Regions from separate parts of the Mus musculus genome. Here regions 2, 3, 4, 5, 6 and 7 are each linked to region 1. Evidence: chromatin contacts called from public ChIA-PET, HiChIP or PLAC-seq and promoter capture Hi-C data. All regions are on one chromosome and are shown on one strand. The core of a region is the stretch at or near the end of the contact, and the rest is flanking DNA. Distances in the headings are between cores, read along the strand shown. Region 1 holds the start of Tpt1 (tumor protein, translationally-controlled 1). Region 2 holds the start of Lrch1 (leucine-rich repeats and calponin homology (CH) domain containing 1). Region 3 holds the start of Rubcnl (RUN and cysteine rich domain containing beclin 1 interacting protein like). Region 4 holds the start of Lrrc63 (leucine rich repeat containing 63). Region 5 overlaps Lcp1 (lymphocyte cytosolic protein 1). Region 6 overlaps Tsc22d1 (TSC22 domain family, member 1). Region 7 overlaps Tsc22d1 (TSC22 domain family, member 1).

Evidence for each region. Promoter capture Hi-C pulls out the DNA fragments that hold promoters and counts their contacts. ChIA-PET counts read pairs in DNA pulled down with a chosen protein or histone mark. HiChIP or PLAC-seq counts read pairs in DNA pulled down with a chosen protein or histone mark.
Region 2: a contact with region 1 is called in an RNA polymerase II ChIA-PET map of memory CD8 T cells, with 91 read pairs. The contact joins the promoter of Lrch1 here to the promoter of Tpt1 in region 1. A contact is called at or near these places in 3 of 115 datasets of contacts at active chromatin or transcription factors (embryonic stem cells, memory CD8 T cells and thymic regulatory T cells) and 1 of 9 other capture datasets (liver).
Region 3: a contact with region 1 is called in an H3K27ac HiChIP or PLAC-seq map of microglia, with 4 times the contacts expected there. The contact joins the promoter of Rubcnl here to the promoter of Tpt1 in region 1. A contact is called at or near these places in 1 of 39 promoter capture datasets (pre-B cells), 1 of 484 Hi-C or Micro-C datasets (B cells), 1 of 115 datasets of contacts at active chromatin or transcription factors (microglia) and 1 of 9 other capture datasets (liver).
Region 4: a contact with region 1 is called in an RNA polymerase II ChIA-PET map of memory CD8 T cells, with 11 read pairs. The contact joins the promoter of Lrrc63 here to the promoter of Tpt1 in region 1.
Region 5: a contact with region 1 is called in an RNA polymerase II ChIA-PET map of memory CD8 T cells, with 169 read pairs. The contact joins the enhancer-like site here to the promoter of Tpt1 in region 1. A contact is called at or near these places in 8 of 484 Hi-C or Micro-C datasets (B cells, CD4 T cells, CD8 T cells and 5 more) and 4 of 115 datasets of contacts at active chromatin or transcription factors (Th17 cells, bone marrow-derived macrophages, memory CD8 T cells and 1 more).
Region 6: an H3K27ac HiChIP or PLAC-seq map of differentiating embryonic stem cells shows a contact between it and region 1, with 4 times the contacts expected there. The contact joins the enhancer-like site here to the promoter of Tpt1 in region 1. A contact is called at or near these places in 3 of 39 promoter capture datasets (embryonic stem cells, hippocampal neurons and pre-B cells), 1 of 484 Hi-C or Micro-C datasets (uterus), 9 of 115 datasets of contacts at active chromatin or transcription factors (astrocytes, differentiating embryonic stem cells, embryonic forebrain and 5 more) and 1 of 9 other capture datasets (liver).
Region 7: a promoter capture Hi-C map of cranial neural crest shows a contact between it and region 1. The contact joins the enhancer-like site here to the promoter of Tpt1 in region 1. A contact is called at or near these places in 7 of 39 promoter capture datasets (the 3T3-L1 cell line, cranial neural crest, hippocampal neurons and 3 more), 4 of 115 datasets of contacts at active chromatin or transcription factors (astrocytes, embryonic forebrain, extraembryonic endoderm stem cells and 1 more) and 2 of 9 other capture datasets (liver and pancreatic islet).

What each region holds. Positions count from the first base shown.
Region 1 is chr14:75,843,168-75,847,514 of GRCm38.p6, reverse strand. It overlaps Tpt1 (tumor protein, translationally-controlled 1), which reads right to left and starts at 2,259. Exons shown (of 6, transcript NM_009429.3): 1 at 2,059-2,259; 2 at 1,825-1,898; 3 at 1,122-1,312; 4 at 716-821; 5 at 155-271. The coding sequence starts at 2,086. Gm4285 (predicted gene 4285) reads left to right here and starts at 2,551. Exons shown (of 3, transcript NR_045294.1): 1 at 2,551-2,741; 2 at 2,858-2,964; 3 at 3,533-4,347.
Region 2 is chr14:74,945,405-74,949,751 of GRCm38.p6, reverse strand. It overlaps Lrch1 (leucine-rich repeats and calponin homology (CH) domain containing 1), which reads left to right and starts at 1,875. Exons shown (of 19, transcript NM_001252132.1): 1 at 1,875-2,368. The coding sequence starts at 2,092.
Region 3 is chr14:75,013,535-75,017,881 of GRCm38.p6, reverse strand. It overlaps Rubcnl (RUN and cysteine rich domain containing beclin 1 interacting protein like), which reads right to left and starts at 1,855. Exons shown (of 14, transcript NM_198642.2): 1 at 1,716-1,855.
Region 4 is chr14:75,128,660-75,133,006 of GRCm38.p6, reverse strand. Lrrc63 (leucine rich repeat containing 63) reads left to right here and starts at 2,124. Exons shown (of 10, transcript NM_027581.1): 1 at 2,124-2,236; 2 at 3,373-3,542. The coding sequence starts at 3,419. It also overlaps a transcript of Lcp1 not described here.
Region 5 is chr14:75,176,966-75,181,312 of GRCm38.p6, reverse strand. All of the region lies in intron 2 of Lcp1 (lymphocyte cytosolic protein 1), which reads right to left. Among named protein-coding and RNA genes, the nearest start is that of Gm15628, 42 kb to the right of the region's middle. Within about 2 kb of position 2,287, at least 161 of the 459 cell types and tissues checked have an H3K27ac peak or open chromatin away from gene starts, as enhancers often do. A contact at or near this core is called in B cells, CD8 T cells, LSK cells and 7 more, where this site is marked.
Region 6 is chr14:76,476,864-76,481,210 of GRCm38.p6, reverse strand. All of the region lies in intron 1 of Tsc22d1 (TSC22 domain family, member 1), which reads right to left. Among named protein-coding and RNA genes, the nearest start is that of 4930444M15Rik, 42 kb to the left of the region's middle. Within about 2 kb of position 2,395, at least 96 of the 459 cell types and tissues checked have an H3K27ac peak or open chromatin away from gene starts, as enhancers often do. A contact at or near this core is called in astrocytes, differentiating embryonic stem cells, embryonic stem cells and 4 more, where this site is marked.
Region 7 is chr14:76,453,564-76,457,910 of GRCm38.p6, reverse strand. The region is part of intron 1 of Tsc22d1 (TSC22 domain family, member 1); the gene reads right to left. Among named protein-coding and RNA genes, the nearest start is that of Tsc22d1, 40 kb to the right of the region's middle. Within about 2 kb of position 2,635, at least 21 of the 459 cell types and tissues checked have an H3K27ac peak or open chromatin away from gene starts, as enhancers often do.

The sequences.
Region 1 (4,347 bases), core at 1,010-3,509:
GCCAGCTAATCTCATCTTCAAGCCCCTTTCATGTTCAAGGCTCTACTCTCCCACAGGATAAAGATCTCACAATCTACAAGGCCTGCCACCTGCAGATGGCAAAGAATCACTGCTGCACTCCCTGTCTTGACACTACTAATTTAAAGATACTTACACATTTCTCCATCTCTAAGCCATCCTTAAAGAAAATCATGAATGGAGTCACACCATCTTCACGGTAGTCCAGGAGAGCAACCATACCATCTGGATTCATGTTTTCACCAATAAAAAACTTAAGAAACACGTAACAAAAACCTACAATTAGACTATCTTATACACACAAATATAAAATCAAACTATAAAAAGCAGATCCAGAATAACCCCTGGCCAAAATTTGGCAAGAAAAACCCCTAGTTCTCAAAAATAACACATATGCTAGCCATGTTGGCACACACCTTTAATCCCAGCAATTAAGAGGCACTGGCAGGTAGACCTCTGGGTTCAAGGCTAGTCTGGTCTACAGATAACAGTCTCAATGAAAAGAAAGCAATGCCTATCATTTTAATACCAGCTCCTTGCCTGGTGTGGTGCTACACAAAATGGGCTGAGACTTTCATCTCAGAAGGCTGAGGTAACTGGGTCTAAGGGTGTTCCAGGACAGCCAGAGCCATGTACGAGACAGCAAACAGACTTTTTCGGATCCCACAGTTATTATACAACCCTTTGGTCCATTTACCTGGTAGTTATTGAAATTAGCAAGGATGTGCTTAATCTGCTCTGCAGCTCCAGTCATAAAAGGCTTTACTCTTTCTGGTTTCTGCTCTTCAAGTTTGCCTTTGAGTCTAAAACAGTAAAGTAACAGGTCATCAAAATACTGAATAATCTTTCAGTAAAGTAAGAATATAAGCTCCAATAGGTAATGTCTTCTAGCAAAATGATAGTTTACTAGGTGACAAGAAACCATTTAAAAGAATGTAATTCCTATATTACCTTTAAAGTAACTTTCTACCGGCTTGCTCACATTATTGAAAATCAACCTTCACTGTATAACAAAAGACCCTCCTTTCTTAAGCCCTTCCTACCTAAGCAACCAACTTCTTCTAGGAAGCTGACCACCAAAACGGGGTGTTTATGTCACTTACGATTTCATGTAGTCTTTGATGTACTTTTTGTAAGCCTCTTTTGTGAAGCTGGTTTCTTGTAAGTGATGGTTCATGACAATGTCAACACCGGTGACTACTGTGCTTTCGGTACCTTCGCCCTCCGGACCTTCAGCGGAAGCATTTCCACCGATGAGCGAGTCATCGATGGCACCCTCTGTTCTACTGACCATCTACATTTAGAAGAAAACAAAACAAAACAAAAAGACAATACAACTTAGTCGAAGGGGCAAAAAAAAAAAAAAAAAAAGAAAAAAAGAGAAAAAAAAAAAAAGGTCCGGCAACGATCAGTCAGCTCCCTGAAACATCTTAACCTCCCCCCAAATAGTCGCTGCCCGGACTGAGAGAGGTGGTCACTCTCATCAAGCGGAACCAAGTTGCTGTGGCCTCTCTCGAGTCGCCACGGGTTAAGCGCGCACAGCGCAAACCTGTCTTATAGACAATATGTCCCCGTTCGCCCGGAAAGAGGATGGCGCTGAGTTCGCGGACCTATTTCCAGGCTCGGCTCCGCCTCCACTTTTCTAGAAAAACCCAAGGTCCGCAAGAGCGTCTCCTCCGCCTGGAGGCGGCAGCGAGGATTGCACGAGTTCCAGCGGCCTCCCCGCGGCGCCCAGCCCAGCCCGGCCCGGCTCGGCCGACCCGGCAGGCAGGCGGCCAGCCTCCCCGCGCGCGGCGCCCCGCTCACCTTGCCCTCCACCTCCAGGCACAGCCCGTCCGCGATCTCCCGGATCTTGTAGATGTCGGAGAACAGCTCGTCATCTGAAAGCGAACAGAGAGAGCCGCCCGTGAGCGAGCGAAGGCCCGCCATTTCCCGCGCCGGGCTCGGCGCACGCGGCGGCTCCCGGCCCAAGCTCTGCGCTCGTGTCCCCGGCCTCCCCGGTGCCCACCCGCACCCAGGCCCGCGGGCGCCGGGACTTACGGCTGATGAGGTCCCGGTAGATGATCATGGTGACGGCTGGGGACGGCGGCGCTAGCCTGACAGCGCGGAAGCGAGCGCGGTGCAGCCGGAGCGGCGCGCGGGGGGAGGGGGGAGCGGGCGGAAAAGGCCGACGCGGGCGCTCCCCAACCTCATATAGAGGGCACGCTCGGCTACGTCACCGTCCGCGGCTCCCCCGGAACTGTCGTCAGCGGTGACGTGAACGCAGGGCGGTGCGGGGGCGTGGCTACGCCCGGCCGGCCCCGGGAGGGCATCCGGGGACTCTGCTGGGACACAATGCGGAGTGCCCCTGGGTGCGCGGGGCAACGGGGGCGGTGTGCGGATAGTGCGCCCGGGGCATGCTGGGACGGGAAGGGACTTGCGGCCGACCGATGGCCGGACGCTTGAGTCGCCGCCCGGGCGTGGCCAGGGTGTGACTGCGCCCCGCCTCCCGCCACGCCGCTTCAGTTCCCACCCCTTTCTCGGAAAGAAAATGTCAGCAGAATCGGATGACTGTTGTCGGGCGCGCCGCTGAGCCTGCGGGGACTACGGGGATGGCGCCGGGCTGGTGTCCCGGGTCTCCGACCTCCGGTCCTTGGCTGCCCACAGACTGCACCGGTTTTGCTCGCGGAGGGAGATGTCCTGGGGACTGGTCCTCTAGTGGGTTCCGAAAGTGAAAGCCTGCGGTGGGTCTGGCCGGACAGCTCTTCGCTGGCCTGTTCTGCTCTTGGTCGCAAACGGTGTCCTTTGTTAGGACAGTTCTGTATTGTCACTTTTATCCCTTTTATTCCTGGCGATGCAGGACTAAACAGACCCAAAATAAGGAGCTTCCCACTTGCCCGGGTCACTTGAAGGGCTTTCGCATCCACCACGAAGTACAACATACAACTTCCGAGACCCACCGTTCAGGTAAACATGTATGGCAGGATGAAATCACAGTTTCTTCCCTTCCAGATTTGGTTATAGTCCGTTGTAACCCTAGTGTTGCAATTTTCTCGCTTAAGAAGGACATAGCCAGCCCTGCCTGCCCTCGGACAGAAGGTTAGGTTAGTATGTCAAAGGAGAAGGCAGTTCACACTAACAAAGTGTTACAAGCACAGAGTAAACCATTCAGGAATAAAACTCTAGCCAAAGAGCAGAAGAAAAACCGTCCACTTAAGATGCGGTGGTCTGCTGCTTTCCTAGATACTCTAAAGGACACGGGGTAACAGTAAAAAAGTGAAGGACATCAGAAAACGTAGACATAGAACCGAGGGGCTATGACTTAGCAGTCTCAAAACTCAGTTATTTCTGAGTTATGTGAATCTTATTTGCACATCCCAGGTATTCATTTTCAAATTATTCAAAAATGCTCATTTACATAGATCCCCAAACATATTCTTTTTGGATTTTTCTGTTATTTTCTCCAGTTTTATGCCCAAATGTATTTTTTTAACATCATTAAAAATTTTTTTTTGTTTTTGTTTTTTCGAGACAGGGTTTCTCTGTATAGTCCTGGCTGTCCTGGAACTCACTTTATAGACCAGACTGGCCTTGAACTCAGAAATCCGCCTGCCTCTGCCTCCCAAGTGCTGGGATTAAAGATGTGCACCACCACCGTCCGGCTCATTGAAGAATTAAAAAACAAAAAAAAACAAAAAAAAAAAACAAAAAAAAAAACAAAACCATGGTGAAAGAGAGCTGAAGATTTGAAGCTAAGCAGTGCTGGCATCTTGTCTGTGTTACCAGTCCCACGATCTCAGGAAGTTCACCCTCTTTGAGCTTTAGTATGAAATGGAATTTCTGTGAATTTAATAAGATGAGTGAGAGGCTGACATACTTAACAGGTGATAAATAATATGTGGGATATGTATGCAATTCCCGATTTTTTTTCATAATATTCCTGAAGTTATTACTGTCAGGTCCAAAAGCCTTTTGTTCAGTTAACCTCTCCTCTCACCTCCTCTGCTTGCATAGCCCAAACCAGTCTTGAACTGATTTCGGAGGCCAGACAGGCCTGGAAATCAAAATTCTCCTGCCTTAGCTTCAATAGGGCTAGGATTACAGGTGTGAGCCAACCATTCTTATCTCAGAATACCATTAATAGTGAGAAAAGCCTTACAGGCTGGAGTAGAAAGTATCACTCAGGATGTGGTCTCGTGATTAGAACATAGGTGAATTTGGAACACTCCTTGGGTCAGAAAATGGATAAAGAACCAGGCAACCTGGACTATTCCTTTGAGAAAATGTGATATTCTCTCATTCTCCCGCCCCCCCCCCCGCCCCCCACATCTGCTTTCTCAGTCCTGGGAC
Region 2 (4,347 bases), core at 626-3,125, 900 kb after region 1:
TGACTGGATAGATTTCTTGGGTGTTTAATATTTTTCTGTCATTCTTTTAACATCCTAGATATTGACAACCTAAATTTCAAATGATGCTGGGTAGTCAAAACAATACTGAACAAAAAAGGTAATGGCTGGAGGAATGGCAATAGAAGATTCTAAGTATCACAGAACTGCAGGAAGAAACACAGCATGGTGTTGCCACAAAACCACGTAACTCAAAGGAGCAGAAGATTCAGGAATGAATCAGTGCAGCTGCACCTAAGGCTACCTCACTAGGTACCCAAAGCACACACCAGAGAAAAGAAGGTCTCTGGCACATCGCGCTGGGAAAGCTAGATTCTGCATGTGGAAGAATTAAACTGGATCTCTGTATCTTGCCCTGCCCAAAGATCAATTCAAAATGGATCAAAGCACTTAATATAACACTCAAAAACCTTAAATGGTCAAAGGAAAACAGGAAAAAACCCTCCATGATGCAGGAATTGGGAAGGATTCTCTGAAAAGAGCCCTAAGCTCACAGGAAATGATTACAAAAACTGTCAAGCAAGATTGAATGAAATGAAAATGCTTCTACACCACAAAGGAAGCAACAGATCGAAGAGACCGCCTACAGAACAGGGTGAAAACAAAACTAAGCTTAAGGCACAGTTTATGAAATCATAGAGACTTGAAGGAAGTGGAGCCAGAGAGGAGGAAGGTGGTGGGGGGTGAGGGCGGCACACCACTAGGTGGCGCCTGTTTCTTCCGGAATAAGTAGGATTTGCTCTCAGCCTGGAATCTCAGGAATTAAGGGGTAGCCCTGTAGCGAAGTCCATGCAAGTGACATAGATCATGTCATACTTAGTGCTGAGCCCAAGAAGTCATTAGGTCCACGCGGCTGCCTAGACTATCACAGATCTGCATTACTGTAGTATGTATGATAAAGTTGTATCATGTCCATACTTCACTCCAGCCTCATTTCTCCAAGCCGAGTCACTCCATAGAGACTATCAAGCTTTGGGTCCCAGGCTGTTAAGGTGTGGGAAGGGAATGGAGGCTTTATCAGTCTTCCAGCTGGGTGGCTTTAGGTGACACAGGTCCTCTGGCTCTTCCATGGGGTGCAAGGCCTGGCTCAGGCGCCCACTGTAGGTCAACCCATGGCAGAAGATTTGTTTGCAATCAGACAGTTCAGTTCCCATGCCTCACATGAATAAGAAGGTGGCGCACCCGGAACATTTCATAGTACCTAGGCTTAGGTTTAAGATATGACCTTTGTGATCACTAGGTCTTTGGCGTTCTAACGCTTGGAGTAATAATTTGGGTATTTTATCATAAAAATTACCCTTTCTCAAAGCCCTTCCTCTATAGATTTGTCTATTTGCCCTGAAGTCTTTCTTGTTCCTGTGGTCTGTAGTGAAGGTGCAAAATTTTGGTGACTGTGGGCTGCGTGTTCGAATTCTGCAGGGGTGATCGCGGCTCGCTTTAACTTCCTCTCGCTGAAGGAAGCAATTTTTCCACTCACAGATTTCCTGGATTTAGTGAGAGATTTTGTATGGTAAGCACCTAAATGCCAGGGGGCGTCCGTGAGGGTAAACCCACAGTGGAAAAACTGCTTTTGGGGGCAACTCTGGATCAATCAACCAGAACCACTCTCCTCCCTGTGACCTTGTATTCCAAATCTTGTCTCCCGCCTCGCCTGGGTTTTCATAAACGGCTTAAAAAAAATCCCAGAAGACAAAAACGAAACCGACAAAATACCCTGGCCCGCAGATGTGTAAACTACAAGGGGTCGGGCTGGAGAGAAAGTCACCCAGAATGTGCATCCAGTTCCAGCCAGCTTCGGGGGTGGAGCGCCAACAAGCTGCGGAGGAGGAGCGGCGGGCGGGGGCGCGAGCACGAGCAGACACAGGCGCGCCACCGCTGCCGTCGCTGCCGCCGCCGCAGCCCTTGGCTCCCCCGGCTGGAAACCTTGGCGATCGAACTGCTGCCTCCACCTCTGCGCCGCTTGCCGCCCCTCCCGCAGTCCCGCGGCTTTCGAGGGAGCGCTGCGGGGACTCGGGACCGCCGGGGAAACCTGTGACCCCGCGCAGGAGCGGCGGGGCGGGGGACCGGGAGAAGATGGCGACGCCGGGAAGCGAACCCCAAGCTTTCGCGCCCGCTCTCTCGGTAACCGCCCTGCACCCGCATCTCCACCAGCACCACCAACACCACCAACACCACCAGCACCACGGAGGCACCGGCGGCACCGGCTTCAACCTGCCCTTGAACCGTGGTTTGGAGCGCGCGCTGGAGGAGGCGGCCAACTCTGGGGGCTTGAACCTGAGCGCCAGGAAGCTGAAGGAGTTTCCCAGGACTACGGCCCCGGGACATGACCTCTCGGACACGGTTCGGGCAGGTGAGACAAGGCCGGGGCTGGCCACGCGTGTGCGAGCCGGGCTGTCGCTCCTTCCCGCCGGGCCCGAATGTGTTACTAGATTGGCTCGGCAGGAGCGGGTTCTGCAACGAGCACGGTGGTTGTAGCGGGCACGGTGGTCCTCCTGGCCCCGGCGACCTGCGACCGTGGTGCAGGAGCGCAGGGATGCGCCTAGGAGCTGTTCCTGGCGCGCGGGAAGTGGGGGCATCTCGGGCGACCGCGAGCAAGTCCAGAACACGAACCAAGTCGTGGACCTCTACATGGAAGCATTCTGCGTCCTGGTGGGTGGGGAAGGCCAGACAAAGGTGGCCGGCCGTCGGCTAGCCCTGTCCTCTCCGCGTAGTGTCGGGGCCCCGGCCTCCGCGCCGCGCGACCGTGGCTTGCTGCAGCCAGAGAGGCGGTGCCAACCTTGGTTCTGCGCCTGTGCGAGCAGAGGCTGGTGTCTGGCTCTCCGCCCACACATTTTGGTTCCCTCCACCGGGGCTCCCCGGTTCTCACTAACCCCGGTCTTTGCGGGGGCCCTGGAGGGGAAGCGTGGCATAGTAAATGAAAAGTAATTAAAGTGAGCCTGTTTGCCAGTGTGAGCCCGGCAAGTTGTAACCCGCGCCACAGAGCAGCCTGCTTCTTCAAGTTGTGTCATGTGTTGACATATTTTGGAGATGTCTGCTTTCCCTTTAGTAGTCGGAGTTGTGGGAGTGGACCCATAAACAGGAAGGAGGGTGGTGGAAGAGGGTTGGGGCCTTGGGAATCCGTGCAGATCTGACTTAAGTTTCCGACCATATCCTGTTCTGTTCTTTGCGGGACGATTTGTACCCCAGCGAGCGCCTAGCGTTTCCCAGGGCAGTGGGTGCCCCACTTTTGTGCCATTGCCTAGACCTCACGACTGTCGTTGTCTCTTCCGACTTGCATCAGGTCTCTTAGGCTTCTGAATGGCTTGGCTTTCAGATGGGGTCCTTCAGCTACTTATAAAGGAAGACTAGGGGGCGGGGCAGGGGAGCCAGCTGTGGCTTTCGGAGGCTAGGTTTCTGGTTAATTCCATAAACATTTAATCAGGAGACCAATTGAAAATTTAGATGGAGTTCTGAGTCCATTGGAGGCTAGAAGCACTCCTCTGGAGTCATTAAACGGTGATATTTGGGTTTAAGGATTGTCAGGAATGGGTAAGCAGAGGGGAAATTCCAGAACTCAGTTTTCAACAGCTGGAGAGGCTCTTGATAGGACCTCATAGTTACAGCTTCTCAAGTAGAAGTTATTCTAAGAGTCGCCTGAATCATTAACCTTAAAAAGTCACCCCATGTTTTCCTTCCCATCTGCCATAGTTAGAATGGCTGTGTACTGCAGAATGGAGAATCAGAATGCCCCATGCTAACGTGTTCGCGCTATTCAGTAGCAGGCTTAGAGTTATTCCAACACTTCAGTATTACTCATGATTCCTCCCAAGGTTGGGTAGAGTTGGCATGTGTGCTGTGCTGGCATGTCTTTGAGAATACCATTGCTTTAAAAGTAGTGGAGGGAGGTGTTCATCTTTCAGTTACCGCCTCTGTGAGTTGACACTGTGTGGAAAGGGTCCTTCCTTCCTGTTCTCTCTGTGTGCGGTGGGGTGTGCAGGTGTCCAGGCATTAGGAGTGTTACATATATTTTAATGCTCCTAAAATCCTTAAGTAGTCAAAAGTAAGAGGCTTCATGCTAATTCTCCACCCTAAAACAGTTACTATTTTGGAGCAGCAGCGGCAAAAGAATGTCAGCTACGTTTGTGGGCACTTAAGGCAATACCATAAAGAAAACAAAAGCAAAAACAAAAACAGTAGCTGAAGAGTCTGTTGTTTTATGTAAAAGTTTCAACATTCACATGTGTTAAGGATTGCTTGCCTTGACCTGAGTCACACATGTGAGTGAGTATTCCTCTCTTCTCCAGAAATGCTTAGGTTGGACACGGGGACTTTGCCTGTGAGCCCAGTAGT
Region 3 (4,347 bases), core at 606-3,105, 830 kb after region 1:
TTCGTTCTGTAAAACTCAAATTCCATCAACGTTCCTCGTACCCCTTCCTCAACTCTATACAGATTCTGAAGAAATGAATGAGAAGACACAGTTCCTTTTTGTTGTTATTGTCGGTTTTTTTTTTTTTTTTTTTTTTTTTTTTTTTTTTTTTTTGATACAGGGTTTCTCTGCATAGCCCTGGCTGTCCTGGAACTCACGTTGTAGACCAGGCTGGCCTCGAACTCAGAAATCCGCCTGCCTCTGCCTCCCAAGTGCTGGGATTAAAGGTGTGCACCACCACTGCAGGCAACACAGTTCCTATTATCTAATAATAAAAGATTTTGAGGAGCAGGGTCAGGTGGCACGGCAAAGAGGAACTGAGAGCTGGGGGTGGGGGGAATGAAGAAACAGACGTGCTTTGACCCTTGCCACACGGAATTATGAAAAGACCAAGCTTGCATGGAGCATCTGCTGGCCACTGCAGACAGGAGCTGTGGCCACAGTGCTGGTCACTTTCTTGTAAAGGCCACACGTAAGGCTTTCCCAGGATACCTCTGTCCCTTCAGTTCATTAATCTTTCTAACTCTCAGGGGAACGGAACCTGTGTTCTCCCCTCTCACCAAGGGAACTGGGGTCATGGAGGTGCCTTGACGACTATTTGGACTTGGGACTTGTCTAAGAAATCCCAAGTTTACTAACTGGGCCCCAAACCTTTGCTCTCTCGAACCACAACTTCAACTGAAGATCTAGCACTTGGCAGTGTAACTTGCCATAGGGGCACCTCCAGAATACATGGGGAGGTATATTGTTTTGTTTGCTTGGTTTTGGTTTGTTTGATTTTGTTTTCTGAGCCTTCGTTCTCATTTAGAGTAATATCCCTTTTCAAGCATTCTCTCTTCCACGGGCAAATCCCTCACCGGGTCAGGGAATTGCTTCAATTCCAGGTCAGCAGGTAGACGGACTTCAGGTGGAGTGTGCTTGCTTACATTGGCGAAACGTTTTTCAGCTACCTTGACAAGTCCAGGGCAGTTGGATATGAGGATGGGGTTCTCAAGGTTCATGCCTTTGAGGAACTGAGAAGAGCCAGGGGACCGCCTGGGTTCGTCTCTGTCCTGCCGCAATGAGGATGCCTGGCTACCTCTCCTGGCCCTTGTTTTGTAAAGTCACACCGCAAAAGTCCTCTTCTCTCCAGAGACAACTTCCCACAGCTCCCAAGCAACCATGACACTGTCCTGAGCGCCTCCAGGAACATGGGTCACCCTAAGTCATCTCTCCCTAGCCCAGGGCTTCTCATCTGCACTGTGCCTTGCTTCCTGCAGGCAGGCCAGTAGGGCTCGCCAGCGCTGCTTCAGGACACCTTCAGGGGTCACTGCCTTGAGGACAGGCAGCTAGGACAGGGATGCAGCCAGGACGCTGCGGGGACGCCAGTTATCTTTGCTTCCCTCCGCCCGCGACACTCGTGATCTGAAAAGCTCGGGGAAAGCGAAGCCTGAGACTGCGAGAACGCGGAGACACGGGGACGCGCTCCCGAGTGGGCGCCTTTAGACCCACGCCTCACGGACACACTCTGCCCTCGGACGCCACCGACCCGCCAACCCTGGGTGTAATAAACACGAAAAACAAACTTGGCACAAATGAGCTCCCCGCCCCCAACTCCCAAGCTGCGGCTCCCCCCACCTCCCAACTCGGATGTGTAGGAGCTCAAGTCAGAGAACCTCGCGGGGACCGCGACTTACCTACGCCTCCTGGCCGTTTTATCCACCAAATAGCCACCTTGCCCCGTGGCAGCGACAGGTTCGGATCACCTCCTCCGTGTGCCAACAGCTCCGAGGTTCTGATGGTGCAGAGAGAAGCTGCCAACGAATACAGAAAGTTTTCACCAATAGAAACCGAAGTTCTCTCGACTTCGAACGTGCAACTGCCCTCAGCTCCTCTAGGTGGCGCACGGTGCTCTTTGGGGAAAGAACTGGGACTCTTAATCCTGCACACAGCTCCAGCATCCCAAGTCATCTCTGCTAAAATTGGGAAATGGATCCCTGCTTCGCCTACAGGGCTCCGTTCTCAAAACCTACTTCCATCGCTTTTGACGGTCCCTTGGTTTTGTTCATTGACTTGTCCAGGTCGTGGAGCAAATACAATGATATTTTGGATTATTTGTTTAACATCTCTGAAACACCTTCAGTCCCTGGGGCATCCTAGTTTGGATGGTTTAAACTTAACTAGTTGTTGCCTCTTCGGAGTAAGTTAGAAAACAATAAGACAAAGTCAGCTGAATACTAGCTGTCCATCATTGTCTTCCCCTTCCCGTGTGGCCGGTTTACTTGGGGGTTACACTGGGTTAGACCTGGAAAGATCCTGAGTTATCTGACCACCCTCTGGGAAAACCTGACATTAAAAGGTCAGAAAGAGGAGCTGGTGTGGAAGCAGAAGGATTGAAACTTTGATGCCAACAAAAGCTACATGGCAAGACTATTTCAAGACAAGTTAATAGACAAACAGTGCAAGTTAGTGCTAATGCTGTTGCTCGGCTGCTGAGCTTGCTTCCTTTTCTGTTTAAGTATCCTTGAAGCCACCCCTGATGGAAACAAATCATCTGTTTCAAAGCTAAGGGATATGTGGCTTACAGTGTTGTATAACTCATCTGAGGTCCCATAGCTAGATAGCACAGTCAGACTTGTTAAGGTAGGTGTATCTGGCAGGAGATCTTATATCCAATTTCTTTCTTTTTTTTTAAGATTTATTTATTTATTATATATAAGTACACTGTAGCTATCCTCAGATACTCCATAAGAGGGTGTCAGATCTCATTACGGATGGTTGTGAGCCACCATGTGGTTGTTGGGATTTGAACTCAGGACCTTCTCGACAGCCCTTATATCCAATTTCTATGAAGCATCAAATAAGCCGACAAATTATGAAAAGGGGACTATGTGAGAAACTTGATTCAGGAATATCTAAAAGGAGAGAAATCAGAGCACAGGACATGGAGAAAGAATCTTACAGTGAATGTCATGCTGAGCACATTAAAGTTTGAATCTGGGGCCTGGAGAGATGGCTCATCAGTTAAAAGCACTGACTGCTCTTTCAGAGGTCCTGAGTTCGAATCCCACAACCACATGGTGGCTCACAGCCATCTGTAATGAGATCTGATGTCCTCTTCTGGTGTGTCTGAAGACAGCTACAGTATATGAACTGGGCTTCCTTATATATAGTAAATAATAAAGAAATCTGAAAGTTTGAATCTGAGATGTCCCCTACAGGTTTTGTTTGTTTGTTTTTAAGATTGTTCCCCAATAGCTGGTGATATTTTGGGAGACCCTGGAACCTTTAGGAGTAGAGCTGAGCTGGTGGAAGTAGGTCACTAAAAGTGGGACTTTCATGTTTATAGCCCAGCCCCAATCCCACAACTTTCTGCTTCCTGCTCTGCTCCTATGTGAACAAGACTTTGCCTCCACCACCCACTCCAACAGATGGATGGAACCTGCCATTCTGACCTCCCACGATTGAAATCCATCTGTACTGGCTAGTTTTGTGTCAACTTGACACAGCTGGAGTTATCACAGAAAAAGGAGCTTCAGTTGAGGAAATGCCTCCACGAGATCCAACTGTAAGGCATTTTCTCAATTAGTGATCAAGGGGGAAAGGCCCCTTGTGGGTGGGACCATCTCTGGGCTGGTAATCTTGGTTCTATAAGAGAGCAGGCTGAGCAAGCCAGTAAAAAACATCCCTCCATGGCCTCTGCATCAGCTCCTGCTTTCTGACCTGCTTGAGTTCCAGTCCTGCATCCTTTGGTGATCAACAGCAGTATGGAAATGTAAGCCGAATAAACCCTTTCCTCCCCAACTTGCTTCTTGGTCATGATGTTTGTGCAGGAATAGAAACCCTGACTAAGACAAATTGGTACCAGCATAGTGGGGTATTCCTGTGACAACATGACCATGTTTTGGAGAGGACTGTGGAAGGACTTTGGAACTTTGGGCTAGAAGATCCATTCGGTGTTAAGTGCTCTGTCAGACATTGTGTAGGAGGTTGGAAGAAAATGTTGAAAACAGTGCAGACGTTGGAGGCCTGGCTTGTGAAATTTCAGAGGGAACATTAAAGACTCTTTTCAGGGCCATACTTATTTTGGATTGTGAAGATTCTGTGGTTCTGGCTAGTTGGGGCTGAAGAATCAGCTATGATTAACAAGATACCAGAACTACTAAAGCAAAACCTTGGCATTACTGGGACTATTGATACTGGTTAGCTGGAGCTAAGAAATTAGCGGTGATTAAGAAGAGATCAGCATCACTGAGGTGACGTCTTCTTGGATGTGTTTTCTGAGAGCATAGAGGCTGTGTTCCAGAGATAGCCAAAGTTGTTACCTTG
Region 4 (4,347 bases), core at 875-3,374, 710 kb after region 1:
AATAGCATTATCTGCTGGGTGCTCACATCTCTGTTTTTGCATGAGGCCTTTATCTTATTTTAGCAACAACAACAACAAAAATGATGCAGGATGCCTATAACCTTGATGCTCACTGTGAACTTAAGCCACTTTTGCACAAGCCACTAACAGAACAAAAGCAGTGTGGTTCATTCTGGCTTGCAGTGCTTCTGCCAAATGGCAGATCTGAGGGGACACTTAAACTGGTACCGAACTGTACACCAGGTGAAATAGAACCTTAAAGCCAAAGCGGGAACACCCTCCCTTCCAAGAGATAAACAGGATGAAGGAAGACAAGGAGGAGGAGGAGGAGGAAGGAAGGAAGGAAGGAAGGAAGGAAGGAAGGAAGGAAGGAAGGAGAAGGTGAGGTAGCCGTACTTTCAAAAATAACAAATTAAATACAAGAAGTGCTAAAGTAATCAGAACTGAGTGGAATGTAGGCTTTCACAATTTTATCCCATGCTTCTGTCATTCCCATGGAAAATGTGTAAGGTATGGTAGAATAGCTGACATGGGCGTAGAAGACTTATCAAACCAGGGATTTAATTTTCATTACTATTTCATTTCTCTAAATGGTTGGAACTATAGTTACAGCAATAGTTATAGAAAACAAAATACTGACAACTGCTGAGGTTACATATTAAACTGCCCTGGGTCTGGCATGGTAGTTGCCAAAAGAAACCTGCAAAGAATGACAAAGCATTTTTTTTTAATTAACAAATGCACTTGCCTTGATTTTTGACTATGCAAAGCTAAGCATACATTTGAAACACATCTGTCATTGAAACTGAATTCCAGTAGGTCTCAGCTTTTAAGAATAGACTGCCCACACCTTTATCCTTAAGAATAGAAACATTTCTGCTGTTTACAAAATAATGAACAATATACATTACTTGAGACAAACGTGGCCACCAGATTTGCCTTTCTGTCTGCTTCCTGTCTTTCAGGGAAACCAAGCAATGTAAAACAAACACAGACGAAAGTGAAATAAAATCCCTGGTTTGGAAAGGGTACCTAGTAAACAACAAAGTAATCTACATAACAAAACCACCAACCAACACACCACAGGACAACAGTTGTACAGCATTACCCAGATTCATCTTTAATTATTTTCCCATTGGTTCAAAATATATGCTTGCTCTTAGGAGAAAAAGGAAGACTTGGTTAGTAAACGAATCTAGAAGTCTCTGATTTCCCAAGGTGCTATTGAAATTCCCACACCCTTATTTAAGAAGAGAAACACTTAAGGGAGGTGACTGGAAGGAAGTGCCCCTTACTTGAATTCTCAGTTGGATTTTCCCGTCTCTGTAATAGGTTCTTTCCAGTTTTCGTTCTCAAATCTCCAGAGAAGCAAGCACATACAGGCAAACAAGCGCGGTATATCTACCACTGAACATGGAGACAGCACCAACACCGGTAATCACAGCCAACCACCGTGACAGTGAGACCTGGGTGTCCTTTTAAAGAGCTTTGGAACCACTCACTGCCTTACAGCTCTCGGTTCCCACACAGTTCCACTTCCACCAAGAACTTTAAAAACAGAAAGACAAACCAGGTTGCACCCAAGAGACAAGAAGGAAAACAGAACGTGCGATTTGGAGACAAGGGTTTTACTGCAAAATGAGTAACGGTGGCCAGCTGCCCAAAAGTGTAGCCGTATTAGAAAATGCCAACCCAGTCTCCAGACACCGGTGTCAAGTCATGGAGAAAAGTAAGTAAATAATAGTGGCCACTGTTTTAAGAGTAAGAATAGTAATAACGATTGTCACCACAGCCTTCCGTACAGCTACACGTGGAGCCACTCCTCCCGGCTCCACCACTTCAGCCTCCGGGCATCCTGCGCTGCCCGCAGCAGAATTAGGGGCCACTGGCCTAAGGTGGCGAAATCAGTGGGTGGATCGAGTGGGCGGGGCAGATGGGCGGGGCTCAATGCCCCGCCCCTAGTTCCCGACGTGCCCAACCCTCGTGCGCCTGCGCTTCTTACCGGGCTAGCTGGGGGGGGGGGGTGTGCGGGTGCGGGGGGGTGGGGAAGTGTTGGGGGGCGGGGACTAGTTGGTGGTCCTTACTATGAGCGTAATTCGGCTGTAGCAGGGCTTGGGGATGCTGCTAAAGGAGCTGCGTCCAGCACAAACATGGAATTAGACCTAACTGGAGACCTCGCTAGACAGTCACTGGCAGCCAGGACTCAGGGATAAAGGAGATGGACGTGGGAAATCTGGTCTGTGTGCTTGAAGGCAGGGTCCGTAGGAGCTGGACACTTGGGGACTGGGGGGTGGTGATGGGGTCTCCCCACCAACTAGAAAAGGAAACTTGTGGCGGGCGGGCACGCGCTACCAGCCGACAAATCAGGAGCGAGCGCTGGCCTGCAGTTACCTTTCGCGGGTAAACCGCTCTTCTGCACCGCACCAGGGTTCCCTGCCTGCCGGGCATTCCGCGGAGCTGCACTGTGCCAGGCACTTTTGAGGTTGCCCTGAAAACAAAGACTTATTTTGGGCGGTGGGGCGTGGGGGGGGGGGCGGAGGACAGCTGGTGTCCTTATTTCCCTATTCTCTGGGATTCCCCGCCATCCTGGAACATCTCATTGTATTAAAAAGCCTGTCTTATTTTGGAGTTGCATAATTATGGACAAATTAAGTCAGCTGAGAGTTAAAACAAGCCATCGCCATACAAGAAAACCGTTTGTGTATGGTTAGATACTGTGGGATTTCAGAGGCCTTTACCTTCTTTTTTTTTTTTTTTTCCAAAATCCCTTCTAAGTCTATACTGATAATATTTGGGAGGTAGTGAATGAAATGCCAATGCCTATATTGCAGGGAGAGAGGTCACCATTTACTGACTGAAAATAGCGTTGGCTGGTTGAATTTCATACTCACACGGGAAATGTTAGCAAGGTCTAGATTAATAATAGAATATGTTTTATCTATATTAATTATTAATCTAAATTTTTAAAAGAAACCACCCTTCCCCGTGTAGCCCAGGCTGACCCTCCTGTCTCAGGCTTTCAAGTGTTGGGCTTACAAATGTATTTCCCAACTTCTAATTTTAAGCAAATTGGAAAGCAGGGGGATTTGGCTCAGTGATATGGCCTTGCATGAGACCAGAGTTTCAATATCCAGTACAGAAAGAAAACGTTAAACTTTTTGAATGCCTCTCTGTCTTTCTTAAGCTCCATGCTTAAGCCTGTATTAAAAATATGCCATTTTAAAAGTACTTCAAAAATAAATTTTAAATGATTTTTTTTACTCTTTCCCCCCCCCCCCTCCTTACAATGCTAGCCTGCTTAAACTCAGTATCATAGCAACTCAGAATGGTTTCCGTAAGGATATTTTCTAAGTGATAACCACTTCTTTTCAGTAACGATTCGTTCTCAGGAAGTTCAGTTCTCACTTAACCAGCAGCTATGAAAAAGAGCATTTATCGCTCACTCAAAACCCAGCAGCATCCACTACTTCTGCGAAGACCCTTACCTCCAAAGCTCCCTAAAGTACCTTTATTAAAAAAGAAAGTTCGTATAGTACATACAGGTATGTACAGATATGTGTATTAACCTTGGTGTGTTTTTTTTCCATAGAAATCCCTTGCTTTACTTAATTTACAATCTCAGTAAAGACAGTTACTAATAGCCATACGGAAAAATGTTTATCATAAGGTGACAACAACCAAGAATCAGTTCTATAGGTGTGCTCATTGATTGATCCTCATTCGTGGACTTGTCAAATATGAGTTTACTTACTGCTAAAATCCCCAAATCAATAGTTCTTCTGTTCATGGGAACGTGTGTTTAGATAAGCGAAAATACAAGTTCCACAACACGCATGAACCCAGTACACACCTGGATGACGCAGGATTGACTCTGCCTTCCTGTTTCAGCTCCTGTAATATAAACACGTGTTCCTTTCCTGGTCTACTTAATTCCATGGTTCTTTGAATTTTTTGTGCCCCCTCTTTTTTATCTGTTGGTTTATGATATCCATAAGTGTATTGTTGAAGCTCAGTCTAAACAAGAGAAAGCTGTAATGTGCTTAGCAGAGAACATCATGTCAGACGAACTTCCTTGATGTGTGCAGTATGCTTGGCTGTGAGGTCTATAGTAACAAACCAATGATATATTCTATATATTAGGAAAGTATATTTCATCATATCTATTCAAATAGTATGTCCTTAAATGCAGACCATAGAACCACACGATTATATGTGGATTGGTTGATGAAAATGTTGAGAACAGAGTCTTAAAGGAACCTGACCTTATAATTTTCCCTAGAAGTTCAGTGTAGGGTACTTGAGCATTTGCTAAGTCTAAACAAATAATGAAGATTGACTGTGTTTATT
Region 5 (4,347 bases), core at 1,038-3,537, 670 kb after region 1:
TTCACTGTACACACCAAATACAATCACATGCACAGGACAGAGCTCGTGTGGTGATGACAGAAGAGTCTCTAATAAAAGCCATCACACCATGGCTGCACTTCAGGGGAAGTTTCAACCATCTAAGCTCTACTTCAGATGTTAGACACGCACACACTATAGTTTGTTGTTTGTTCTAGGGCTTTCTCTGGATTCCAACCATTGATAGAGCACTCATTCAGTCTTCGAAAATTTAAAAAAAAAAATCACATACACGAGTGAATAAACCTGTTGTCAAATATGCCAGTATTCACCTGGTGGGATTGCGAAAAGCTCAATTCCAAGAGAGGGTGGGTGCATTAGCTGTTGTTATTATTAGGGTGATAACTGAAATTCTTCCTCACCGCCCCTCCCCCAATGGGGCTTGCAATATCTTACGAGATGGGGCCATTGTGAAACTGATGGGAAGACGAATGCAATGATGGAAATTGACACACAGAAAACAACAGGAAGAGTGAGTGGTGAAGACCGGAAGCTGAGTCAGAAGGAAGCTGAGGAAAACAGCAGGAGATGCCGTCCGTCCGTCTGTCTGTCTGGGAGCACCTCCACTTCAACAGCTAGAGCAAGATTCCCCTAGGTGATGGAGACCTGGTCAGGAGGCAGTGTCTCAGCACTTCAGAAAACCTTCAGTGTTTTGATGTTAGAAGTGCACTGTCATCTAGCAAAACAGGAACCCTTGCAGCTAGCAGAGTCGGCTGACAAATCAGTTATATATTTTGATGGACTCTAAATTCGACTTTTATTTTTGCGTTGCTCAGTACACGAACTGAGTCATCTTATTTCACTGGGTATCTGTGAAGTGGGAAACACCCCCCCTCCACCCCCCTATCAAAAAAAATTCCCGGGGAGAAAATTTACATTAATCTAAACAGTATCATCCTGCTATAACATCTACCATTAGTCATAAAGTCCAATGACTTTATAAAGCTTTTCAGCTCTTCTCAAACATGAGCTAAATGAGGAAATCTCTTAATTTTCTGATTTAGCTTTATTTTGAGATTTGATTGGTACATCCCCTATATGTGCAGAGGGGCCTGCAGTCCTCAGGTGAAAAAAAAAAAAAAAAAAGGAAAAGGCGACTTGAGAATTTTCTAAGAATACAGAGTGATTAAGTAATGTTCCTAACATGTGTACTTGCGTTCACTTCATAAACAAAGGCCTATCTGGGGAATTCAGCTTATGTAAGGATTGCTGGGTAGTATGCCTGTAACTGCATTTAAAATACAATGATGGACTGGTGTCATTTATTTCTGAAGTCTACAGTTACCGTATCATTTCTTATATTTCCCGAAGCCGTTGTCCATTTGGCGCTGTGAGGCTCAAATGAAGACTGGAGCCTTGGAAAAGGAGGGGAGCAAGCTCTGAGGACAATGACTGCCACGTGTCCCCTCAGAGCAGTCGCCACAAGGACTCAGGGAGCATGAAAGTAGGAAGTGAAATCGGAGGCCTTCCTGTTATGTAACGAATTCATTAAAAAAAAAAAAAAAAGTGACAACTATTCATTCCAGTCAATATCTTCAGCAGCCCTGTGCGCCGGCGGAGAGAGGGAACTCCGCTCTATATGTGCGACAGGACAGGGGGGAAAATATTAAGAAGATGCAACGCTGACCTGAAGGCAAAGCCTTAGGCAAACTTCAGTCAGTGGAGGAAGCAAGCTGAGGACCTGCCTTTCCAAGAGGCCCTTGAAAAGTCAGACAATTCAGGGGGAAGATCATTGAAGAAACAGCGAGAAAGAGTGAAACAGCATGGAACTTTCTGGTGGCTTGCGGTCTAGCGCGGCGCCCAGAACCAGAACGTGGGTTGGTAAGACGTGGGAGGGGGAGGGGAGAGGTTCAACAAGAAGGAAGTGGCATGAAAGAAGGCTGAGGAAGTGGGCTGAGGCAAATGCGTGAAGGCACCAAAAATTCTTAGCAAAACTGTTAATGAATCATCCCACCGTTACATGAAATGTGCCAAGGAACCTATTTATGAATATCAAACTCCTTTGGGGTGTCTGGCGATTTTTTTCCTTTCTCTGTCTTGAACACCTGTACACACACACTCTCTCTGTCTCTGCTCTCTCTCTTCTCCTTCACACACACACACACACACACACACACACACACACATTAGGCTTTTCGATGTGTCTCCAGGATGATAGCTTCTCCCAGCATGCTCCACGGAAGGCGGACCCTGCAGCCAGCACAGTCCCGGGGCACCCGAAATCCAGACCAACTCCTGCCCCACCCTGACCCTTGTGCCCTTGGACCTTAGGTAACTTCAGCTCACTCCCGATAGCTCAAGGCACTGGAGAGGATTCCAGGAAGTCATGTGGTTACACAAACTAAGCACTTAAAAGTAACCGCATTGGTGGCAGTCGGCTCTCCAGCTTTACACATTCCATATCCACAAACTCGATTAAGTTCAGATGAAACATTCTAAAAAAAAAGAGTTGGACGTGCACAGCCAGAATACACACTAACATTTTCCTTCTTACCACTCCGCCCCCCCCCTCCGCCCCCCAGGTCGATACAGTACAGGGTTCTACATTTGAGCGGCCTGAGCATGCGCATCTCTGAGGCCCTGCACAGGTCCCCTTCCTGTTCTAGTTTAAACACACGCGCGGGCCACCCTTCTCCAAACGGTTCTGAGGTAGAAGTATCAATCAGGTTAAAACACTGGGATCCTTTTTAATCTAACAGTCCTGACTGTTGCAAGGTACAACATACAAAGGAGACGAAGTTTAAAACACTCCTGCCAGACAGGGACTGCTAACGAAATGTCATCAGAGACCACTGCAAACTGCCACCGTAGAACCTGAGGTCCGGAAGAGCCCTCCCTCCCTCGTGCTGCTACCATGAGTAAGACGCTGTGCTCTGTAGGCAGGCATGGCAGGTGGATGCTTCAGCAAGCCAAACGTGGTTGGCACTAACTCTGCCATATTCAGTGTTATTCCTTCCCAAATGTAAGGGGGAAATGTTGACAAGCCTTCACAGCATTTTTTTTTAAATTACATTCTTATTACTATCTCTGATGAAAATCTTTGGAGTACGTTTTTTTTCCCCCTAGTATTTTCTGGACCTTAAGCCTCTCCTCCGGAGACCCCACTGTTTTTTGGGTTAGTTTTACTTTTTGCCTTGAAACCAGCCAGGCAGATGAGTACTGCAAGTAAAGAAAGATTAATGGCCAGACACCAAAACTTCCAGAAATTCACTCTTCATAGAAAAAAGTGGTGAATTCCATTTAAATTTAGCTATGCAGACATCCTTTTTTAAAAAGTTCATTTAATAGAAGCCAATTACAGTAAATTCTTGGTAAATTTGACCTCAAGGTGTGTGTTGACAAGTCATCACTTTTTTTTTCTTTTTCTTGTTTTGGTTTTTTGTTGTTGTTGTTGTTTGTTTGTTTGTTTGTCTTGCTTCTGATTTTGGTTTTAAGTTGTCCTGCTAGAGTGGTTTCCAACAGTTAGAAACACAGGTTTTCACCATGTGTGCAGGACAGTGTATATGTAACATCAGTCCTGGGCTTGACTGACAGTTCTAAATGAATACAAGCTGAGAGATGGTACAATACTTCGAGGCTATATGCTTCAGTCGCTTAAAAGAATTCCCTGTGTAGACAGGACCTTTCCTCCAAAATGTAGAGACATTCATTTGCATGGCCTTCAGCCTTAACAAATAATCCAGACAGCCCTACAAGAAGTAGCAGAAGCCAGCAACACAATTGCTCTTGTTTTTTGGAGACTGAATGGAGAAGACCTCTCATATTTTGTGTAGTCAGAAAACATGGGCATTAAAAACCTCATTGTCAAAAATCACTCACACTGCCAGGCCACCCTTGGTAACATACGACCTAAGATGTTAACATATCCACCAACTGACTCTAAGGAAGATTTAAAAAAAAAAGGAAAAACAACCACAGAAGCTAAAATTAAACCACCTCCATTAGAATTACTAGCAGCACAGTCTAAATGATCAATACGCTCTTTCCCGAAAACATCTTAAAGTTGACCAAATGAGAGTAAATAGCCTTCCTAAAATAGTCCAACTGACAGGTATCAAAACATGGCTTGGCTTTAAAGATGGGGAAAAGTAACTCAGGTTTTGGGGTGGGGGATGATAAATGCAGAGAACTTGGCAAGAACTAAGCCAAAAAACTCCCCCCCCATATTTCCCCCCACCACACCCCCCACACCCCCAGCCACCCCAGGTGGCTGCTGGTCTCTGTTAGAGGGAGGCAAGACACACAGGGCTGAGAAGACAGGTGCTTAGCCCCTTCTAGACAAAACCCACAGCACCCAGCAGCAGAGCCCCAGCCAGGTCCCAAACACTT
Region 6 (4,347 bases), core at 1,146-3,645, 630 kb before region 1:
ATCCACAGCAGAGCCAGTGTTGGGACATTACAGAGACCCAGAAAAGCAGAGGGCTGCCTTGAATCATCAGTACCTTAGCCACTGCTCTCTCAGCGCTCATGAAACCACAGATAGGATCTTAATCTTGGGCCAGTGAATTCTATGTATTACCTTTATTTTTTTAAAGAATTACTTATTTTATGTATGAGTACACTGTCACTGTCTTCAGACACAGCAGAAGAGGGCATCAGATCCCATTACAGATGGTTGTGAGCCACAATGTGGTTGCTGGGAATTGAACTCAGGACCTCTGGAAGAGCAGTCAGGGCTCTTAACCGCTGAGCCATCTCTCCAGCACCTATAAATTACATTAAGACTGGAAAAACATGCAAATAACTAATGGCAGGAACAACGTCAGTAGACAACTTGGCTACCGTACAGACTCACAAAACCACCACAGACCCGGAAGCAGGGAAGAGCGAAGCTTTGATGAACACTAATGTTCTGGTCCAGGAGACAGACGACTTACCCAATGCTGTGTCACCAGAACCACAAACTGCTTTGAACAGCCAAACTCAGTGTGAGCCACCCCCGTACTCCGTGTCATCTCCTCCAAACAAACTGTCTACACACGAGAGGCTCAAGGACTGCAGGAAAGACCCCTTAGCATACTTTAGATGAGACCTTACATCTACAGGACGCCTCTCCCAGCACCACGGTGTGTCACCTTGCCACAGTGGCCTGTGATAAATAAAACTCAAGACGTCACAGTGCCTTCCTCCCCTCAACCGATATGACAAAACCCCTGAGAGAAGGCAGGGCTGGCCTGCCACTGTGTGCTATTTAATTTTGCAGAAAGCAGCCATGTTCTATCACACTAGACTAGAGACCAGCACTTGGCATTATTAATAGGAAAACTAACGCAAATAAAGGAAAAAAAAAAAAAAAGCAAGATGGAATCAGGCAGCGTTTAACTGCCCAGGTGCATGCCCTTGCCAGGGCCTCTATCCCTTCCCTTCCACCCCTCACTGCTCCATCTTAGTCCTTAGTCTACGCAGTCACTGCTATCTAGAGGGTTTCCTGATAACAACCACACTACATTGTACCGTTTAAGACACCAGGAAAGCCTGGGATGAGGCTCAGAGAGCATTCCATCATAAAAGTTAAACTGTAAAGCTCTGCTATATAAAACAGTTAACATTTAACAGAAAAACTTTGATTTCTGCATAACCACGAGCTTGCTCTGCACGGAACCAAAGGGAACCTACAAACATACAAGCCTGCCACCTTGTGGAACACATGCAGAATTACAACCTCCGAGCTAAATGTACTAAAATATACTAGATATTAAAAAACAGTAATCAAGATAACATATCCATTCTAAAACATTAAATATTAGTGGAGAGGTCCACTAGCATTCATTCAACTGGTTGTTATTAATGTTTTATTTAGTGAAATCATTTGGAATCAAAACTAAAGTTTCTCTTTAGACATGAGCAGAATTGCTCCCGTAGATAGTGGAATAAACTTGGGGTCTCATCCCCTCTTAGTTACAATAGCCACCACCTATGCTTAATGAACACAACACGGCAACTCCACTGCCCACCAACAGCACCACTGGACCAATTTTACCCTATGAAGGAGAATTCCTATACAATCTTTACTATTTCATAATTAGACTGCAATGAGTCCAAACTCTCAGAAGAATCTACTCATTACTTCTTGATAACAAACTGCCACAAAAGAGCCTGGTCTAAAATAGCGAATAAAAGACAGAAAAAACCATTGACTTTTTCCGAGTACCTGCTGCAGTCATGGATTTTTCAGAAAGCAGTAGCCTTTGGGGAAACACAGCCTCCTTTGACGCTGAGGGTTAGCCGTGGCTCTTGTGAGAACATGGGCTGCCAGGTTACAGAAACTCCTTGTGAATGTGGCTCAGTGCGATCCACAGAGCTTCCGATGGCCCTGGGTCTGGTCCTTTCCGGGTTCCTATAACAGTCTGCGTGTCCACCTTGGGGAGGAAATAATCCTACGGCCTAAGGGACTGACAAACTCTTAGAACAGTGCTAATGTACTTCCTGCTTCCAAGGATTTAGTTATTAAACCTGGACAGGATGGACAAAAGCTACAGAGACAAAAATGGAGAATCTGTTCCAAACGTCTTTTTTTTCAGATAAGGATTCCATCTTTTGGCGAAGTGTTTTCCTTTGTTCTGTTTTGTTCTTCACAAACAACAAAACAAAACTTGTAGGCGAGAAGCAGGGAGATCATTACTTTTTTTTTCTGCTCTACAATTCCATCTGAAGGAAACTGGAAAACTGACTATCTCCAAATCTCCAGAGAAAGGCTTCTCTCTCCCGTTGTGAGCCAGCATTCCTCAGGATGAGTCAGCATTCCTCATGCTGAGTCAGAGTCTCCCCCCACCTTCCTGTCCGGCCCTTCAGCCCCTCAGCCCCTCAGCACCAATGGCATACAATGGTATATCTGTGTCTCTTTCCCTCTTACCCACACACACACAGCAAACATCTAAGCACCGGGTCTTAAGAACGAAAACATGAGGAGCCACAGTTACCCTCCGAGTATGGTATTAATAATTCAAAATGGTTTAAGCTCTGGTATCAAAGTTAAGAGCTAACTGTGCTATTCAACTCAATTTCTTTTCTCTCTTTCTCTTTCTCTTTCTCTTTCTCTTTCTCTCTCTCTCTCTCTCTCTCTCTCTCTCTCTCTCTCTCTCTCTCTCCCTCCCTCCCTCCCTCCCTCCCTCCCTCCCTCCCTCCCTTCCTTCCTTCCTTTCTTTCTTTCTAAAGTCTTACTCTGGGTGTGGTAGCACACACCTTTAGTCAAAGTGCTAGGGGTTTAGAGGCAGGTGGAGCTCTGTAATTTGAGGCCAGCCTGGTCTACATAGCAAGGAGAGCTAGACAGTGAGAGAGCCTGCCTTTAACAAAAAAAGGGGGGGAGGGGAGAAAGGGAGGGAGGGAGAGGAGGAGGAAAGAGGGAGGGAAGGTCTCACTGGATGGCACTTGCTGGTTGGGAACTCTATGGAGAACAAACTGTTCACATCTCCCTATCCCCCTGCCCCTGCTTCCAAGCTGCTGGACTTGCTCATGACCTTGTACCGTCACGCTAGGCTTTAGAAAGAATCTCATGTAATTTATCTGCCAACTGAAGCAAAAGACTCCTCTTGTCACCATCGCCATCCAGTCCTCCAAGTATTTTTAAAGTAGCTCTTAAGATTTCCTAACTAGGGCTGGCGAGATGGCTCAGTGGGTAAGAGCACTGACTGCTCTTCTGAAGATCCTGAGTTCAAATCTCAGCAACTACATGGTGGCTCACAACCACCCACAATAAGATCTGACACCCTCTTCTGGTGTGTCTGAAGACAGCTACAGTGTACTTATGTATAATAATAAATAATAAGTCTTTGGGCCATAGCAACCAGAGCAAGTGGGGTTGACCTAAAATTTCAATTCCCAACAGCCATATGAAGGATCACAACCATTTATACAGCTACAGTGTACTCATATATATGAAATTGTAATATCCAAAATAAATTCAAGACTACCCAGTACCTTCCCCCTTCAAAAGGACTTTCCAAACTGTACTAGCAGGCCAAGTACAGAGTCAGATAAAAAAGCTGGCTGACTAAACAAATATAGAAACATAGTTTTAACGGTCAAAATTACTAAGCTTCCAAAACAAGATTAACAATTCCTTTGTCCCGCCTCATACTAAAAACCTCAAGGACAGACAAAATGAGAGTCACCCTCCACAAACCAACCAGTATCTAAAAAGGTTATTGGCTACACCAATTAAAATAAGCCAGACTAAACTGGTGCCTATATCTGGCCCTTACAGAGTTATAAAAAGTGTGTCCTTTCTTTGTTCTGGGTCTCTCCTCCAGCCTGCGTGCTGAGAGGGGGTTCCCCAACCTGTTGGATAAGTAAATTCCTCATGCGTTTTGCAACGATGGCAATTTCTGTGGTCTTTGTGAGTGAGGGTCTTTTGATAAGCTACAACAAAATAAATAGATAATTAAAAAAAAAAAAGATTTCCTAACTAAGAAAAAGAAAACAAAATGGCTGAACTGGACTTAATGCCAACCTCCAAGAGGACAGCAGCCAACTGCCTCCCCAGGTAAAAACCAGTGTGTGGGGGAGTGGGGGTGGGGAGCCAGTTCATCCCTTACTAGAGCCACAGTTAGTACTCACAACGCTCTTATCTCTAGATCACAGTACAGGCTTCATGTATACAATGGTGGCCGTCCTCCAAGCCTGCCTTTGCCCCCGCTCCCCACACCAGGTCCAACTGACACTCCTGGGGGACCAACAAGTGCTTCAGATGAAAGTTCTCAAGTTCCATCTGACCCTC
Region 7 (4,347 bases), core at 1,386-3,885, 610 kb before region 1:
GCAGGCCGATGAGACAGGAGACTTAAGACCTCTTTCTTACACAGCTTGGCCTCTGGCATTTGCAACACTGTTTCCAACACAAACACACAAAGGACTTGGTGATGGGTTGAAGGCAAGTTTTACTGAAGATATAAACTCAGTAACAAATTCCTCCTTTTAAATATACACTGTATGTGTAGGACTTCTACTTTAACCAAAAGGCAATTCTCTGATAACCTTAGAAAGCGAATCTAGAGAATTACCCTGATTCACTGAGAGATGCAAGTTACTGAGAAGCCGAAGTGTGACCTGTGCCCAGGAGCCCATCAGTGGGCTACGTACACAGATTTGTGCATGTGCATATGGAAGACCTTTAAACAAAGGAATCCTTGGGACATTTTAGTCAGAGGGTGGAGTTGAAAATTCCCCTTTCTCTCTCCTACAGTTCACCACCAGTCACTTACTATCAATAACTTGAAAAACAATGTGTGAATTAAAAGACAGGCTAAGGGGGTGGGAAAGATGGCTCAGCAGTAGTGAGCACTGGTTGCTTTTTCAGAGGACTTCGGTTTAATTCCCAGCATCCACACGGCAGCTCACATCTGCCTATAACTACAATTCCAGGGGGGCAGGACCCACACAAACATACACGGGGGCAAGGCCAAAATGCACATAAAATAAATAAATAAATTAGTTAATAAAGATAGGCTACAGGCCTTTCTCTCACGTGGCACAAATCTTAACAGCACCCTGAATCTACCCTCTCTGTAAAGAAAAGGTTTCGAGAGTTCATGGGGGTAGTTGCTCCTCGAACATCTTGTGGAAAAGCTTTATGGATAGAGGCTTGAACATATCTGTATCACGCAGTGATTTGCATTGAACACGTGGAAGGAGTAACTTAAAAACCCACTTGCATGCTCAAAAAGCTGAAAGGAGAAATTTAATTTCTCTTTATAAACTCATTTATATTAGGCTTTTATTTCTTTTAAACAAACAAAAAAATGTTTTTAACCTTTATTTGTGTTTGTATTTGAAGGTCAGAGGGCAACTTCCAGGCACTGTCTCTCCTACCATGTGTGTGCTCCAGGGATCGAACTCGGGTCTTCAGGCTTGCTGGCAGGCGCCGTAAGCCACTGTGCTCTCACCAGGCTAGGAGTTTCTTAAAATGACAGACACTTATAATTTTCAAATTGGGAGCAAGGGAAAACTGAAGTCAGAGCAGAGAAAATTCACGCGGTAAGATCCCTGGGAAGCAGAGGCACAAGCCAGGCGATGTTAAAGCCTCAGATCCCTGAGGCAATGTGCCACCTCCTAGGACTGCTCAACTGTGTGAACTGAGCTACCAAAGCCATGAGTGCTAAATCAAACTCACCTTAGATTCATTCAGAAAAACTTTTCATTAAAGCCTGTTAAACAGGGATGGGTGTTTAGAAAAATCACCCATCGTTATTTGGTGCGTTGTACTGAGACGTCAGAATGACGTGGGAAAGACCTCACATCTGCACAGGATGAGTGGTGAGCATTTAAAAAAAAGGAGTGGGGGGCAAAACTCTTGACTCACAGAGAAAAGTAATAATAATAATAATAATAAAAATCAATCCAGGATACAAATCTGGTTCTCTGAAAACCTGAAGGTGATACCCAAAGTGGAGCCAATAATAGCACCTAGCTTTCCACTGGAAATTTCAGTTTAAATGTATATGAACCCATTCATTTTTAGTAGAGTTCCCAAGCTACACAATTCAGGGGACACAATCTTTGCAGTGACCTGACCTTTTCAGCTGAGTGGGGAGAGGACAATCTAAACCGGAAGCTGATGTACCACCCACCTAATCCACCTACTAGGGCAGGGCGCTGACCCGATTGGAAAGGGATGCTAATTAGAAAATGTGCATACATTAGAAAATGTGCATACATTGTATCGGCTAGATCCCCAACATCCAGGAAGGGATTGCTAGTTGTTATTAGCACATACGGGATACGGGAAGTGGGAACCAAGCAGTGTTTTAAAACTACATTATCTCCACAGGACTGTTATTATGATCGTTTAAAGTACTGATGAAAAAATAAGTCTGATAGTATTACAATCACATTTTCCATGGGGGAAAATAAGCCAAGCTTATTTGCCACTGACAGAACGCTCAGATGGTGAACTTCATATTTGGGGAAGTATCCACTTATGATGTTTCCGTTACAAGTACTTAGGGAAAAGTTACTGCTTTTAGGATTAGAAATTTTAGGAAACATGTAATAAGCTATTTTGCACGGAAGTTTTCTTCAGCGCAAAAATAAACACATCTCTAACTTTATCAAGAAGAAAAAAAAAATACTTCAAAGTTGTCAAGCAAGCTGGAGAGGCCCAGGGTCCTGTTAACCAATTCTAGAGATCATCTTTTCCCAAAATAAACTTGCCAGTGCCTGAGCGCGGCAGAGTACTAGACTCCAGCCTGCTCTGTGCTCTGCAGGGGGCACCCCGCAGGCGCTGTTATTACTTGGAATAGTTTGTGCTCTAGATATGTATTTTGGCATTCGTCAGTTGTGAGGGGTGGCCCACACATTAAACTCACAACTGTCACAAAACATCCCCACTGGGTAAGACAATTCAAGCAAGAAGAACAACAAAGACCTACAATGTAGATGATTTCAAAACCATGACTCACTCCTAATGACTGCCAAGAGGCTGGAATGATACATTTATCCCAAAGGCTACATAAATGTGAGACTACCAACGGTTTATCGCACAGTTTCCTAGCAAGAAGGCCCTCCTATAATATAAAGGCGCCAAAGAGTTAAGTTTAGGAACACTACAAAGGTAAGAGCTGATGACGCTGCCCAGTACTCCCCACTTCTGCAGGAACAATCAAAAGGCCTCTCTCACCCCGGGGGGGGGGGTGGGGGGGGTGGGGGGGGCAGGAGTGGCGCCCTGCAAACAGAAATGAGGCAGTGAGAGGCATGGACAGAATCTAGGCAGGTTTGTGGCATTCCCAAGCTCCCCCTGAATGCACAAGGCTTTTCAGGAACAGCCATCCCAGTTTCCTGTTCCCACACTGCCGCCAAGCCCGCCAAGCCTACTCTGGGCACTTCCCCACAAGTCCACTTTCTTCAGCTTTCGAACACATGAAAAATGGAAAAGTGCCAATCCCTTTCTTGAGGTGCCACCAAGCCTGAAAGGGAAAACATTCAGATCACACACACACACACACACACACACACACACACACACACACACAAAGCATGCACACACTTAAAAAACAACAACAACAAAAACCCACTGATACTGCTTTTATCACTAACTAGAGAAATGAAGGAGCTTAGGGGAGTCACGGCTCTGGTTACTTCCATTTTAAAAGAGAATTCTTTCAAGCTGGAGAGATGGCCCAATGGTGAAGAGCACTTGCTGTCCTTGGAGACAACCCAGTTCCCAGCACCCACAGGGGCAGTTCACAACCACCTGTCACTCCAGGCCCTAGGGATCTGAAGCCCTCTTCTGGACTCCACAAGTTAACTACATATTCATGGTGTACATATAGACAAGCGCTCTCTCTCTCTCTCTCTCTCTCTCTCTCTCTCTCTCACACACACACACACACACACACTTTTAAACTACCTTCAAGCTAAGTGTATTAGATATATTAGATACAATGAGAAGCAATGATAAGACCGACAACATCATGGGCCTCAGGAAGTCGGGCAGTACACAGAATATGTACTTTTAAATAGAGAAAAATCCCAACGGAGGAGCCCATCCACAAAGGATGGGGGTTAAGGAGAACTGGATGGTACATATGATGACAAACCAAAGGTACTTCTAACATGAGGAAATGTAGCTGAGCTCTAAAAGGGGAGTAGGGGACCTCCCAGTCACAGAAATCCCCTATGACAAGAGGGAGTAAGACATCGTGTCTTAAGCAAGCCAGCTGGAAGGCCAAATCATGGGGCTTGTCATTGTACAAAAATAAACACTTTTTTAAAATTGGGTTTAAGCAGGAGGCAGGCATGAAGAGCAAAGGCCATGGGAGCGGCTGAGGCAGGGTGATGCCCATCCGGGGTAGAGGCTGATGAGAAAAGACACTGAGAGAAGAGGTGTGAAGATCAGCTAAGCTTAGAGACCTCGGACAGAGGGGGAAACAGTCTCTCAACACCCGGTGCTGGGAACAACTGGGTGGGATACAGCAGGAAGAGAAGAACCGCAAGAAAAGAAGAAAACCCTGCTCACTCGCCTCACTTTTCCGTTCCAAATAGATCACAGACGTCAATGTAAACTCAACCGTTAAAACTTTATTGAAAGCAATACAGGGGGCTGTGGAGATTAGTTTTTTCTTGTTGTTATTGATTTTTGTTTTGTATAATAACTACCAAACTCATGGC